Regions from separate parts of the Macaca mulatta genome. Here region 2 is linked to region 1. A link is a contact called in public Hi-C data. All regions are on one chromosome and are shown on one strand. The core of a region is the stretch at or near the end of the contact, and the rest is flanking DNA. Distances in the headings are between cores, read along the strand shown.

The links. A called contact is a pair of places that touch in the nucleus more often than the background predicts.
Region 2: a Hi-C map of cortical neurons shows a contact between it and region 1, with 5 times the contacts expected there. The contact joins the promoter of MIGA2 here to the promoter of CRAT in region 1. A contact is called at or near these places in 2 of 14 Hi-C or Micro-C datasets (cortical neurons and liver).

The regions. Positions count from the first base shown.
Region 1 is chr15:18,531,899-18,538,029 of T2T-MMU8v2.0, reverse strand. It overlaps CRAT (carnitine O-acetyltransferase), which reads right to left and starts at 2,657. Exons shown (of 14, transcript NM_001261113.2): 1 at 2,528-2,657. The coding sequence starts at 2,554. PTPA (protein phosphatase 2 phosphatase activator) reads left to right here and starts at 3,012. Exons shown (of 11, transcript XM_077967845.1): 1 at 3,012-3,093; 2 at 3,533-3,692. The coding sequence starts at 3,662.
Region 2 is chr15:18,610,703-18,617,477 of T2T-MMU8v2.0, reverse strand. MIGA2 (mitoguardin 2) reads left to right here and starts at 3,887. Exons shown (of 16, transcript XM_077967727.1): 1 at 3,887-3,942; 2 at 6,762-6,775.

The DNA.
Region 1 (6,131 bases), core at 1,408-3,907:
AGAGCTATAGATGTCCCCGCCTCTCCAGGGCCTGGAGATGTAGGTAGGGATGGGGAAGGGTGGGGTGTGGCCATGGTTCTTGGCAAGGCTCAGGGGAATCAAGTCAGGATGAATGGCTCTTTGGTGTAGCAGAGGTGAGGGGGACCGCCCACCTGTTGGGTTGCACAGGCCCCTCCTTTCTCACCCTGGAAGAGGAACCAGCCAGCAGAGTGGTGACTGTCCCTCTTGGAGGTCCCCACCTCCTTTTCTCCCACCCTTTCCAGGTTGAGAAATAGAAGGGAAGAAGAGAGAATCACAGAGAGCCAGACAATGGCAGCATCTTCGGGTGAGGGGCCTTGGGCTTCCTCCTGCCTCTGAGATGGGGGAGGGTGGGGTGAGGGCAGTGCTGTGGCGAGAGAGCTGGGTGGCCTGGCATGGAGGGTGAGAGGCAGCAGAAAGAGAGAAAGTCCAGGGGGCCCTGTAGTGGGCAGAAAGAGAGACAGGAGGGCCCGAGGCTGCTCTTGCAGTGAGCAGGCGAGCGGCAGGAGCTCTGTTCCATACCTTCTCTCTCTGCTGCCCATCCTCTTCCATGGCAGGACCGAGGTTCTGGGCCCTGTCTGCCTTGGTTGGATCTCTAAGCCTAACTGTGCTACCAAGTGGGCGAGCAGAACCTAGCCAGAGGCAGCCACTTGCCTGGGCTGGAAAGAGAAGACAAGAGCCAAGATTCAGGGGGAGGCAGGTGGCAGTGGCAATGGCTGTGGTGGCAACGGGGGTTGTGGCAGTGGCAGGGGAAGCTCCTGAACTCTAGAAGCTACTCCACCCTCCCGAGCTCCCAGAAGTAGAGGAAGGGGGAGCAGGTGAGAGGCTGGTGGGGGGCATTCCAGTAGAAGGGAACCTGGAAAGTTCTTTCCTTTCTTCTCTGCATGGGCTCAGTGCCAGGGAGGCAGGCCAAGAAGTAATAAAAAAATACACCTGTCAGAATCTGTGAAGATCTTTTTGATGAGAGAAAACTTGGCTGGAGGGCAGAGACTGCCTGGCCGCTGAGGTTACACCACAGCCCTGGGATCGGTCCTGAAATTAGGGTTGGTGCAGGGGAGCAGACACCAGGAAAAGGCCATCAGTGGATGGGACAGCCAGAAGCCCTGCCTATTTCCTGTTTCTCTCCAGGACTCCTGGGACCCATCTGAGCCATCCCTCTACCAACACTCATTTTTTCCTGAGCTGTGGCTCATTCAGCTAGGGTCCAAGAGTGGAGGACTTTTGGTATGAAAAATAAACCAAAAGTGGCCGGGCGCGGTGGCTCAAGCCTGTAATCCCAGCACTTTGGGAGGCCGAGACGGGCGGATCACGAGGTCAGGAGATCGAGACCATCCTGGCTAACACAGTGAAACCCCGTCTCTACTAAAAATACAAAAACTTAGCCGGGCGAGGTGGCAGGCGCCTGTAGTCCCAGCTACTCGGGAGGCTGAGGCAGGAGAATGGCGTGAACGCGGGAGGCGGAGCTTGCAGTGAGCTGAGATCCGGCCACTGCACTCCAGCCTGGGTGACAGAGTGAGACTCCGTCTCAAAAAAAAAAAAAAAAAAAAAAAAAAAAAGAAAAATAAACCAAAGGACGCTGTGATTGGGCTGGATTTGAATGAGCAGCTCCAGGGGACTCTGGGCAAGTCCCTCCTTGCCTCAGTTTCCCTGGCAGGAAAGTAACCAGGCTAGTCGGATGGTCCTGGAGAATGACCTAGAGTCTGTTTGTGGGATGAGATGCAGCTTGGGAGACAAGTGACAAGGGTGCAGTGGAGGCTCAGGGTGTTGCAACACCTAGAAGGGCCTCTGAGCCTGAGCCTGGATGCACCCTCTGCCCTCTGGCCCGGTAGTGTGTGTCCGAGACAGTGAGACACCAGCAACATATGCCTGGATTAGGGATGGAAGGAACTGAAATTAGGCTAGCATCCAGGCTGCCCTCTGGGGAGGACTGAGGGGTAGATACAGCCAGGGTGGGGAAGGGGGCTGGAGGGGAGGGAGGCCATGGGGCTGCCACCTGCCAGTTCTGAGGCCTTTCTGAGCAGCCTAGCTTGATGCCTCTGCGTGTTTCTCTGGCCACACACAATTCCCCAGGGACCATCCGATAAACCAAAGGAGCCTGACCAACTAACTGGACAGGGTCGGAGAAGTGGCTCTGGCCTAAGCGTGCGACGGGTGTGTGAGAATAACTGGGAGAGTGAGCGCGGGTCTGGACGCTCCTGGTCTCTCTCCCCCACCGGCCTGTCTCTGGGTCTAAGGGTGGGGGTGCTAACTGAAGCCGGGTCCCCCCTGTCTTTCCCGGGTCGTTGGAATTGAATGCTCCAGGACGTGGGTTCAATCCCACTTCTGACGCTGCGCCCGAATCTCCTGCTCTGCCAAACCTGGGACGCCCGCCTGGCCCCACCCCACCCCACCCCATCAGCTGGAGGCCGGGTCGGATAGCGGCCGCAGGACGAGGTCTCCGCTCCCGGGCGCAACCGCACGGCCACCCACGCCGTCCAGGGCCCTCAGTCCCTGGCTCCGCCGCACTCACCACGGTCCTGGCAGCGAAGGCTAACATCTTTGCTGCCCGTCCGCGGACACGCAGTCCGCTCCGCCCCACACACCGGGCAAAGTCCGCGCCGCCGCTGCAGCGGCTGGGGTTGGTGGGTCCTTGCTAGAGCCTTCGGGCCAAGGTCGCTGAGTTACGGCCGCCAGCCGGTAGAGGCGGCCCCGCGCCCACCCTCCGGGCCGGGCAGGCACCGGGGAGGAGGATTCGCGAGGCGGGGCCTGGGCCGGTAGCGGGCCCCGAGCCTGCAACGGAGCCCGGGAGGCTGGCTGCGGGGCGGGGGCGGGGCCTCGATGGGGCGGGGCCTCGATGGGGCGGGGTCTCCTTGGGGAGGGTCAGGAGGGGCGGGGCGTCTCCCGGTAGCGGGTCGCAGTAGGCTGGCTGCGAGCTGGGGACGGGGCCACGGCGGGTGCTGGGACAGAGGGGCGGGGCCGACGGCGAGTCATTGGTTGGGAGGCCCCGCAAGGCGTTGAGATCTGTGGAGTAGGAAGGAGGAGGCCACCGTCCAGCTGTCTCTCCCCCGCCCCCGCGTGTCTTCTAAGCTGTTGGAGGTAGCGGTGTGCACCTCTCCAACTCCGTCTGGTGTTCTTGAGCGTAACTCTTAGAGTGGTAGGAAAACACAACCGTGTTGTCCGGAGAATGTCCTCTCATATTCCTTGGATTAGGGTCACTACCACCCACAAAGATGACAGGTGGTACTCGGGGACAGGAGACTGCCCCGGAAAAACATGGCTGTGCACAACCCAAACTTGACGCCCCGCACAATCATGGCAGCCGCGGCGCCCGTCGTTCCGGCAGCCGTTAGCGGACCTGGCGCTTGGGGGCCGTTGGCGCGCATGCGCCCCGCGCGCCCCGCACTGACATGGCCGTCGCCCGAGTCCGCGCGTCCGCCGCGCGCCGGCCGTTAATGGGCATGCTCCCTGAGCGCCCCGCACCGATATGGCGGCCGTCGTCCCTGGGGTGACTTTAACTCTCGGTTTTCGGTTATAGCCGGCCGGCGCTCACTTGTCTTCAGGAAACCCGGAGCCTTTGGTGGAGCCGGGGAGAGGAAGGGTGGGTGCAAGCGTGAAAGGCGAGAGGGGACTGCAGGCATCCGGGCCGGCTCCTGGCCGGAGCAAGATGGCTGAGGGCGAGCGGCAGCCGCCACCAGGTAAGGCCGGCGGGGCCAGGCCGGGCCGGGGTCGGGTAGGGTGAGGGCGGCGCCAGGTGTGGGAGGCTCAGGAGGGCGAGAGTCAGGACACGGAGGAGCTGGAGGGGCAAAAGCTGAGGGGCCCCGAGGAGAAACTGAGTTGAATGGCCTTAGGGGAGAGGTGGGTGATGGGGCACCGCTGGGAGGGAAGCAGGGGCTGCAAAGGGGTGGTGATTGGGGCGCAGCTCTGGGTTTTGTGGGAGTCTGGGCTGCCCGAATGCCGGGTGGGCAGCACCGTGGTCATAAGGGGGGCCTTTTGCCTCTTTGGGCAGCGCGTGCCTAAGTCAGCCGTGAACCTGGTGGGGAAGTTGCCAGGGAAGGGGGCGAAAGTGATTCCGGAGGCTGCCGTGTTTATTAGTCGCTGCTCAGGGGATGGGGTGGTGCTCAGTGGGCCGCGCCTGCCTCGCCCCCAGTTTCAGCTTCCGCGCCCTGCTCACCCCTCATCCTCCTCCTCTCTGGTTTCCGTGACTGAGAATTTATTGAGGGAAACTGCCCGTGGTGTCTAAACCCCTAATTTTAAAAGGCTGGTTGTGCAAGGAGGTTAGTCTCTCTCTGGCATCTCCTTCGGTAACTCTTATTTACACTGTAGCCTCTTTTTAGTTCATCTCAAATAACTGGGATGGAGGTGCTACGGAAGGATCTTCTTAGAGACCCCTTTCATGGAGAAGGAGGAGGCTGGACTGGCCATAGATAACTTTTACATTCCCGACAGAGAGGCAAGTAGGTTGGCCCACCAAACACAGCTAATGTTTTGAAATCATTTGATATTCCTGCTATCCTGTCTCCAATTTTGTGGTCCCTGGGAAGATCTCAGGAGGGAGAAATGTTGAAAATCAAAAAAGGCATCCTCTCCATGCCCCACAAAAGAGATGAACAAAGAGCTGGGTTCTGTTTCTTAGGACATTCGAAACCAGACATTTTGTACAAAACCTCTGTGTGTGTGCCCTTAGAACAGGGGTGTCCAGTCTTTTGTCTTATCTAAGCCACATTGGAAGAAGAATTGTCTTGGGCCACACATAAAATACACTAACAGTAACTAACAAGAGCTGATGAGCTAAAAAAAAGTCACAAAAAGAAAAAAGTCTCATACTGGTTTTGTGGTTTTTTTCTTTTTTTTTTTTTGAGGCAGCGTCTCACTCTGTCCTCCAAGCTGGAGTGCAGTGGTGTGAACGCCTCCCGGGTTCAAGCGATTCTCCTGCCTCAGCCTCCTGAGTAGCTGGGACTACAAGCGTGCCACCATGCCCAGCTAATTTTTGTATTTTTATTAGAGACGGGATTTCACCATATTGGCCAGGCTGGTCTCGAACTCCTGACCTCGTGATCCACCTGCCTTGGCCTTCCAAAGTGCTGGGATTACAGGCATGAGCCACCGCGCCTAGCCGGTCTCGATCTCTTGACCTCGTGATCCGCCTGCCTTGGCCTTCCAAAGTGCTGGTGTTACAGGTGTGAACCACCACACCTGGTCTATGTTTTAAGAAAGTTTACAAATTTGTGTCCGGCTACATTCAAAGCTGCCCTGGGCTGCGGGTTGGACAAGCTTGCCTTGGAAGTTCTGGTAATGACTCTGGGCCGGGTGGCTCACACCTGTAATCCCAGCCCTTTGGGAGGCTGAGGCAGGCGGATCACTTGACGTCAGGAGTTTGAGACCAGCCATGGCCAACATGGCAAAACCCTGTCTCTACTCAAAACACAAAAATTAGCCGGGTGTGGTGGCATATGCCTGTGATCCCAGCTACTTGGGAGGCTGAGGCAGGAGAATCACTTGAACCCAGGAGGCGGAGGTTGCAGTGAGCCGAGATTGCACCACTGCACTCCAGCCACTGCACCCCAGCCTGGGCGACAGAGCAAGACTCCATCTCCCAAAAAAAAAGTTCTGGTAATGATATCAGGAGAGAGGAGATATAAGGCAACCACTGTTATCAGTGAGATGAATGTGTCCCTTAGGATGAATGGGGGTGGAGAGTGGGAGGAGAGAGAACCTGTGTCCTGAAAGAGAGGAAGGCTCAGGGAGGTTATCCATGGCTGAAAAGAGCCAGGTCCCTGAACATGGTCCTTTTTTGAAATTTGAAACAACTTTTGGGAACAGCTGGAAAGAACTTCTTCTTTTTTGTTTTGTTTTTTTTGGACACAGAGTTTCGCTTTGTCACCTAGGCCGGGGTGCAGTGGTGCAATCTCAGCTCACTGCAACCTCCGCCTCCTGAGTTCATGTGATTCTCGTGCCTCAGCCTCCCGAGTTGCCGAGGCGTCCACCACCATGCCGGGCTAATTTTTTGAATTTTTAATAGAGATGAGATTTCGCCAAGTTGGCCAAGCTGGTCTCAGACTCCTGGCCTCAAGTGATCCGCTGCCTCGGCCACTCAGAGTGCTGGGATTACAGCCGTGAGCCACCGCGCCCGACCA
Region 2 (6,775 bases), core at 2,638-5,137, 78 kb before region 1:
CTACTAAAATTCCAAACATTAGCCAGGCGTGGTGGTGTGCATCTGTAGTCCCAGCTACAAGGGAGGCTGAGGCAGGAGAATAGCTTGAATCCAGGAGGCAGAGGTTGCAGTGAGCCGAGATCATGCCACTGCACTCCAGCCTAGGCCACAGAGCGAGACTCCGTCTCAAAAAAAAAAAAAAAAATGAAACGCGATCTCCAAAAAAAAAATCAAGATATATACATTTAGAGAAGGAAAGAAGATTTTATTTCTTATAAAAGGGTACAGACTGCAAGATGACCATCCCACAAACTGGGAAGCATGCCTTTGACAGAGGCAGAAGGCAGAGAAACACTAAGCAGACAGGGGCAGGTCCCTGGCAAAACCCTACTTTCCAGCTGAAAAGCCTGAATCCTGTGGCCCAAAGTCAGAACTTCTATCCGTTTGCCTGCTCTCTCCTGATTGGTTCTTTCTGAATAGTGCCTTTTTATCAATCAAATATTGCCATTTCCAAAACTACTTGCAGCCCACCCCACCTCCCATCCTGTACCTTTAAAGACCCCCCCAGACCCCAGACTCAGTTGGTAGGGAGAGAGAAGTGGCTTGACTGGAGAGAGGCGACTTTCCTTCAGAGTGAAGAGGCTGGACTTCAGAGGAGAAATGGCTTAACTTCAGGGAGATGGCTTGACTACAGGGAAGAGCCATCCGGAGTGGCAAGGCTTCAGGGGAGGATTACCTGGCCGTTCCATCTGCTTTCCAGTTCACCTGTCTGCTGAGAGTCATTTCTACTGCTTAATAAAATTCTTGCCGGGCGCGGTGGCTCACACCTGTAATCCCAGCACTTTGGGAGGCCGAGGCGGGCAGATCACAAGGTCAGGAGATGGAGACCATCCTGGCTAACATGGTGAAACCCCGTCTCAACTAAAAATACAAAAAATTAGCTGGGCATGGTGGTGGCAAGGCGCCTGTAGTCCCAGCTACTTGGGAGGCTGGGGCAGGAGAATCACTTGAACCTGGGAGGCAGAGGTTGCAGTGAGCCGAGATCCGGCCACTGCACTCCAGCCTGGGCGACAGAGGAAGACTCCATCTCAAAAAATAAATAAATACATAAAAATAAAATAAAACAAAATAAAATAAAATTATCCTCCTTCACTATCCTTCAAGTGTCCAGGTGACCTCATTCTTCTTGGACACTAGACGAGAGCTCGGGACTCACCAACTGCGGGTACCCGAAAAAGATTGTCATGCTGGCCCTCTGCTGTCACTGGCGGAGGGCAGCCACCCCACACGGTAAAGCAAGGAGCCTACTGAGCTGATAACACACTGCCGTCCATGGACAGCAGAGCTAAGAGAGCACTGTAACGTGTCCTCTGGGGCTTCAGGGTTTGCAGGCACCCCGACCTGGGCACCGCCATGGGGCCTGCACGGAGCCTCGTTTTGCCCACGCCCAAAGCAGCCAGCCAGATCCTGCACTTGCCGCCCCCATGCTCCCTCCCGCAAGGGGTTGAGCATGGCGGGCCGACATAGACAGGGCATGCCACCACGCCTGGCTAATTTCATCATATTGGTCAGGCTGGTCTCAAACTCCTGACCTCATGATCCGCTCTCCTCGGCCTCTCAAAGTGCCGGGATTATAGACGTGAGCTACCACATCCGGCCTTGGATCCCCCTTTTCTTTCTGGAGCCTCTCACCTCCCCAGGCAAGCCCAGGTGTCTCCTTGGTATCCCACATTCCCCCATTAGAGTAACCATCACAGGGGATTGTGATTAAGTATCTGCTCCCCAGACAATGAACTCCCCTGGGGCCACCACATCCCTACCTCCTGTCCACCACTGAGCTCCCATGTCCAGCCAAAAGGCTGGCACACAGAAAACATTAGTTGAATAAATGAAGGCTTTATTCAACAATTATAATTTTCCTTTTTTTTTTTTTTTTTGAGATGGAATCTTGCTCTGTCACCCAGGCTGGAGAGCAGTGGCGCGATCTCGGCTCACTGCAACCTCCGCCTCCCGGTTTCAAGCGATTCTCCCGCCTCAGCCTCCTGAGTAGCTGGGACTACAGGCACACGCCACCTTGCTGGGGTTTCACCATGTTGGGCAGGATGGTCTCAATCTCCTGACCTTGTGATCCACCTTCCTTGGCCTCCCAAAGTACTGGGATTACAGGCGTGAGGCACTGCTCCGGGGCTTTTTTTTTTTTTTTTTTTTTTTGAGATGGAGTCTTGCTCTGTTGCTTAGGCTGGAGTGCAGTGGTGCGATCTTGGTTCACTGCAAGCTCCGCCTCCTGGCTCAAGCAATTCTCCTGCCTCAGCCTCCCAAGTAGCTGGGATTATAGGTGTGTGCCACCATACCCAGCTAACTTTTGTATTTTTAGTAGAGACGGGTTTTCACCATGTTGGCCAGGCTGGTCTCGAACTCCTGATCTCAAGTGATCCACTCACCTCAGCCTCCCAAAGTGCTGGGAATAGAGGCATGAGCTACCGCTCCCAGCCGACAATTGCAATTTTAAAACGTAGTTGTGCCCAGCTCTTCACAGTTATGGAAGGGCTGACACTCCGTCCTCTTTCCATCCTCTCCAAAACCCTGTGATTCGGGAAAGGGAAGAATTTTATCCCTATTTCTTTTTTTCTTCTTTTTTTTTTTTTTTTTGAGATGGAGTCTCGCTGTGTCGCCCAGGCTGGAGTGCAGTGGCCGGATCTCAGCTCACTGCAAGCTCCGCCTCCTGGGTTTACGCCATTCTCCTGCCTCAGCCTCCCGAGTAGCTGGGACTACAGGCGCCCGCCACCTCGCCCGGCTAGTTTTTTTTTTTTTGTATTTTTAGTAGAGACGGGGTTTCACCGTGTTAGCCAGGATGGTCTCGATCTCCTGACCTCGTGATCCGCCCGTCTCGGCCTCCCAAAGTGCTGGGATTACAGGCTTGAGCCACCGCGCCCGGCCTTTTTCTTCTTCTTTTTAGATGGAGTCTCACCCTGTGGCCCAGGTTGGAGTGCAATGGTTGGATCTCAGCTCACTGCAACCTCTGCCTACTGGGTTCAAGAGATTCTCCTGCCTCAGCCTCCCGAGTAGCTGGGATTACAGGTGTGTGCCACCACGCCTGGCTAATTTTTATTTTAGTTTTTTATCTTTAGTGGAGACAGGGTTTCACCATGTTGGGACAGCCTGGTCTCGAACTCCTGACCTCGTGATCCACCCACCTCGGCCTCCCAAAGTGCTGGGATTACAGGCGTGAGCCACTGCGCCCGGCCTCATCCCTATTTCATTTCACACAGGGGTAAACTCTAGAGAACTGAAGTGGCAACACTTGATTCCATCTTAGGTCGGCCTGATCTCAATCCTGGTGTTTAGTGTAAGACCCAGATAGGTGGCCAGAACTGAAGACCCCTTGACTCCAGCTCTCAGAGACACTGTCTAGCAGGCGAGACCTGGCACTTCTGCAAACAACTCCAGAACAAGGGGGAGAGTGGGGGCAGTATAAGAGCATGCTGCGGGAAGTCAGGGGCGGTAGTATTTGAAAGTGGGCGCTTGGAGAGTGGGAAGGATTTGTCCTTGTGGGGAACGACAAGAGTAGAGGATCTTAATGTGAGAGCTCAGCCTGCTTTGGCGTCCTCCAAGAAACCCCCTTCGAGGTCTGGCTGCTCCGCTTCAGTCGCTTTAAGAGTGGCCCCGCCCCACCCAGCCGCCCATGTCGATCGAATCTGAATGGCCAATAGTAGAAGAGAAGAGACCACTTTCGCGCTTCAACCGCACTAGGGGGCGGGGAAGAGGGCGGGAGAGGTGGACTAGCAGCTTGGTCACATGACCCGCCTAATTGGCCAGAGGCTGCGGCGGCCCTGAGCGACTTAGCAATGCTCATTGGCCAGAAACGGGTGGGCCTGGCGCTAGGCCACGCCCCCGACGGCCTCGGTTTGGTTGCGCAGCTGCGGGGGAAGGAGACGCTGCCCTTCCGTAGCGATGGGATCCCGGGTGAGTATCGGCCCGGGCTGAGCCCCCAAGGCGGTCGGGCAGCGCGGCAGGGCCCGGGACTTGAGCGGAGGACCGAGTGAGCGCGGGTGTCCGGGCCCAACTGGACCGGGAAGGTGCCGGGTTTGGAATGAGTGGGCACCCGGGCCAGGGACGGTGCGAGAGGGTACCTTGCTTGGGAGTGGAACGAGAAGGTACTTGGGTCAGGGAGGTGATGCCCAGGCCTGGAACGTGGCGGGGATTGGAGCAGGCGCGCAGGTACCCGATCCGAGGCGGGGAAAGCACCCGGGATGGAAGGAGCAGGTGTGCTGGCCGTGAGCAGCGCCAGAGGGTACTTGGGTGAGTTTCAAGGATATTCCGGGGTAGGGGCAAGAGAAGAAGGGGCTGCCCAAGATGTCTGGGGTGGAGTGAGCAATTTCTGAAGACAGGGATATTGCTGAGGTCCAGCGCGGGGGTGCCCAGTGCCCGGCATGGTGGGACTGTTGAGGGGTCCGGCATGGGATGAATAGGAGACTGGGCAGAGTGGCTCAAGGGAGTCGGGGACGTTGTTGGGGTCCAGGCGGAATGAGCGAGTGGACAGGCCAGAGTCATTAGTGGGGTTGCCTAGCGCAGGGGAGGAGGCGCGTGGGATGATAAGCTTAGACACCCAGGCTGAGGGTGCTGTAAGTGCTCTGGTGACGGTGGAATGAGGAGGTGTCTGCCTAAGATTGTAGGGCACGAGAGATGGCTGCCCAAGTGGGGCCAGGCCCTGCACAGCAGTAGAAGTGTCCATTTGGTAGGGAACATTGCTGTGGACTTTTCATTGTGGAGAGGAGGTGGAGGGGTCTCATCTTGGGCCCTGGGGGATGGCCAGGGTGCCAGGGGGACAGACACAGTGTGGGTTGACTGGATTTGGATCCATCCCTGGAGTGAAGCAGGCTTGGGGGCTGGTGGTGTTACCTTGCACCTGCAGGCTCTGCCTCCCAGTGGGGACAAGGGGCTGCTCTGGACTCTCCCGCAAACAGTGGGCCTCAGTCACCCCTGGAGCATGTGTTCAGGCTCATCTTTAAGGACATGTGGGCTTCTCACTTAGAGGCCCAGAAGTGCTACAGGTGTGGCCTGGAAGGAGCGGTGGCAGTTGTAGCTGGCAGCAGCTGGGAAGCACTACCACAGTCTCGAGATCCCCCAGAACTTGGCCGCTTAGTACTCAGTGACCTCAGGCAGGCTGCCTCATCTGAGAGCCTCCGCGTTTCCCCATCCTTGAGATAAACATTGGTCATTGCGAGGGTTCTGAGAGGACTGGACCCAAAGCCTGTCGTGGAGAGCCTGTTCTGAGTCTGGCCTGGAGTAAGGGCTTGGGAAATAGTAGCTGCTGGCCCTCTGATGTTCTTGTCTTCCCTGTTTCTGAGACCTGAGCCAGCCTGGGGTCGGGGTGAGGGGTAGGGGGATGTGGCTTACAGTATTAACCTAGGTCCTGACCACTGTGGGTCACGTAGCTCAATTCACAGCCTCCTGGTAGGATGCCTCTACCTTTGACAACCTGGAAGCTTCCTTAGCCCTAGAACATCACCCTGCCCGCCCCTCCTCTCTCACACACCCCCCAGTCTTAGAGCTAGACTGACAGGCTCCTCAGTCCTTCCCACTCACTGGAGAGAAGCTGTTTCTTCTGCTGCCCCAGTGACTTTGGCCGCCATCCCAGGGAGACAGGGTCGGTCTTGGCCTGTGTGTTCCTTCTGCTTGAGGTCCCGGGAGACATTGAAGGCATCCTCGGGCTTGGAGCTGGAAGTGGGGGAGCACCCTGCTGGGTCTTGGGGTCCAGGCTAGGTGTGATCAAGCCACTTATTTCCTGGCCTTGGGAAGGGGCAATGGGGCACCCTGTGGGGGAGGGGAGTATTTCCTGAGGTCCCAGGGAAAGCTGCCCAGTACTCTGTGGTCTGCTGGGGCTTGCTACTTCCTGCTGCATGTCAAATTTAGCAAAAGGGTTGCACTGAGCACAAAGTCTTACTCTACCATGTACCAGCTATGTGACTTTGGACTCCTAACTTAGCTTGTCGGAGATTCAGTTTCCTCATCGGAAACCAGAGATGAGGCTGGGGGGAAGGTGGGTGGCATCAACTTCACAGAATCCTTTTTTTGTTTGTCTTTTTTTTTTTTTTTTGAGGCAGAGTCTCGCTCTGTCACCCAGGCTGGAGTGCAGTGGCACCATCTAGGCTCACTGCAACCTCTGCCTCCTGGATTCAAGCGATTCTCCTGCCTCAGCCTCCCAAGTAGCTGGGATTTCAGGAACGTGCCACCACACTGGCTAATTTTTGCATTTTTAGTAGAGACGGGGTTTCACCATGTTGACCAGGCCAGTCTCGAAGTCCTGACCTCAGGTGATCCGCCCGCCTCGGCCTCCCAAAGTGCTGGGATTACAGGCGTGAGCCGCAGTGCCCAGCAAGGAAACATCCTTAACTTTGTGGGAGGTAAAAAGATGCAGTGATTCTCAGTCTGGGGCCTAAGATTTTTGCTTAGCAAATGGTCCATGGGTTGAAAAAGGTAGAGAAAATATGGCTTAAAGCCCTAAGTCTGAGAGTGACCTGTTCACCTCCCAGGTTCTGGGTCCTCTCCTGGGCTGGCTGGCCAAAGATGTTTCCGCTTGCAGGGCCCCTGGTAGGCAGAGAGTCTGTGGGCGTGGGGCTGCCCGCTGGTGGGCAGATGCAGAGGCCTGGGGCCTGATTCCAGACCTGGGGTTCCAGAGGCAAGCTTTGCTCCCGCCTCCTCCCCCATGGACGCTCTTGTGTGCATTTCCGCGTGTTGCCGTGTGTACGTTCTCTTCTCTGACTTGGTCGTCTGTCTCTTAGCTCTGTGGAGGGGC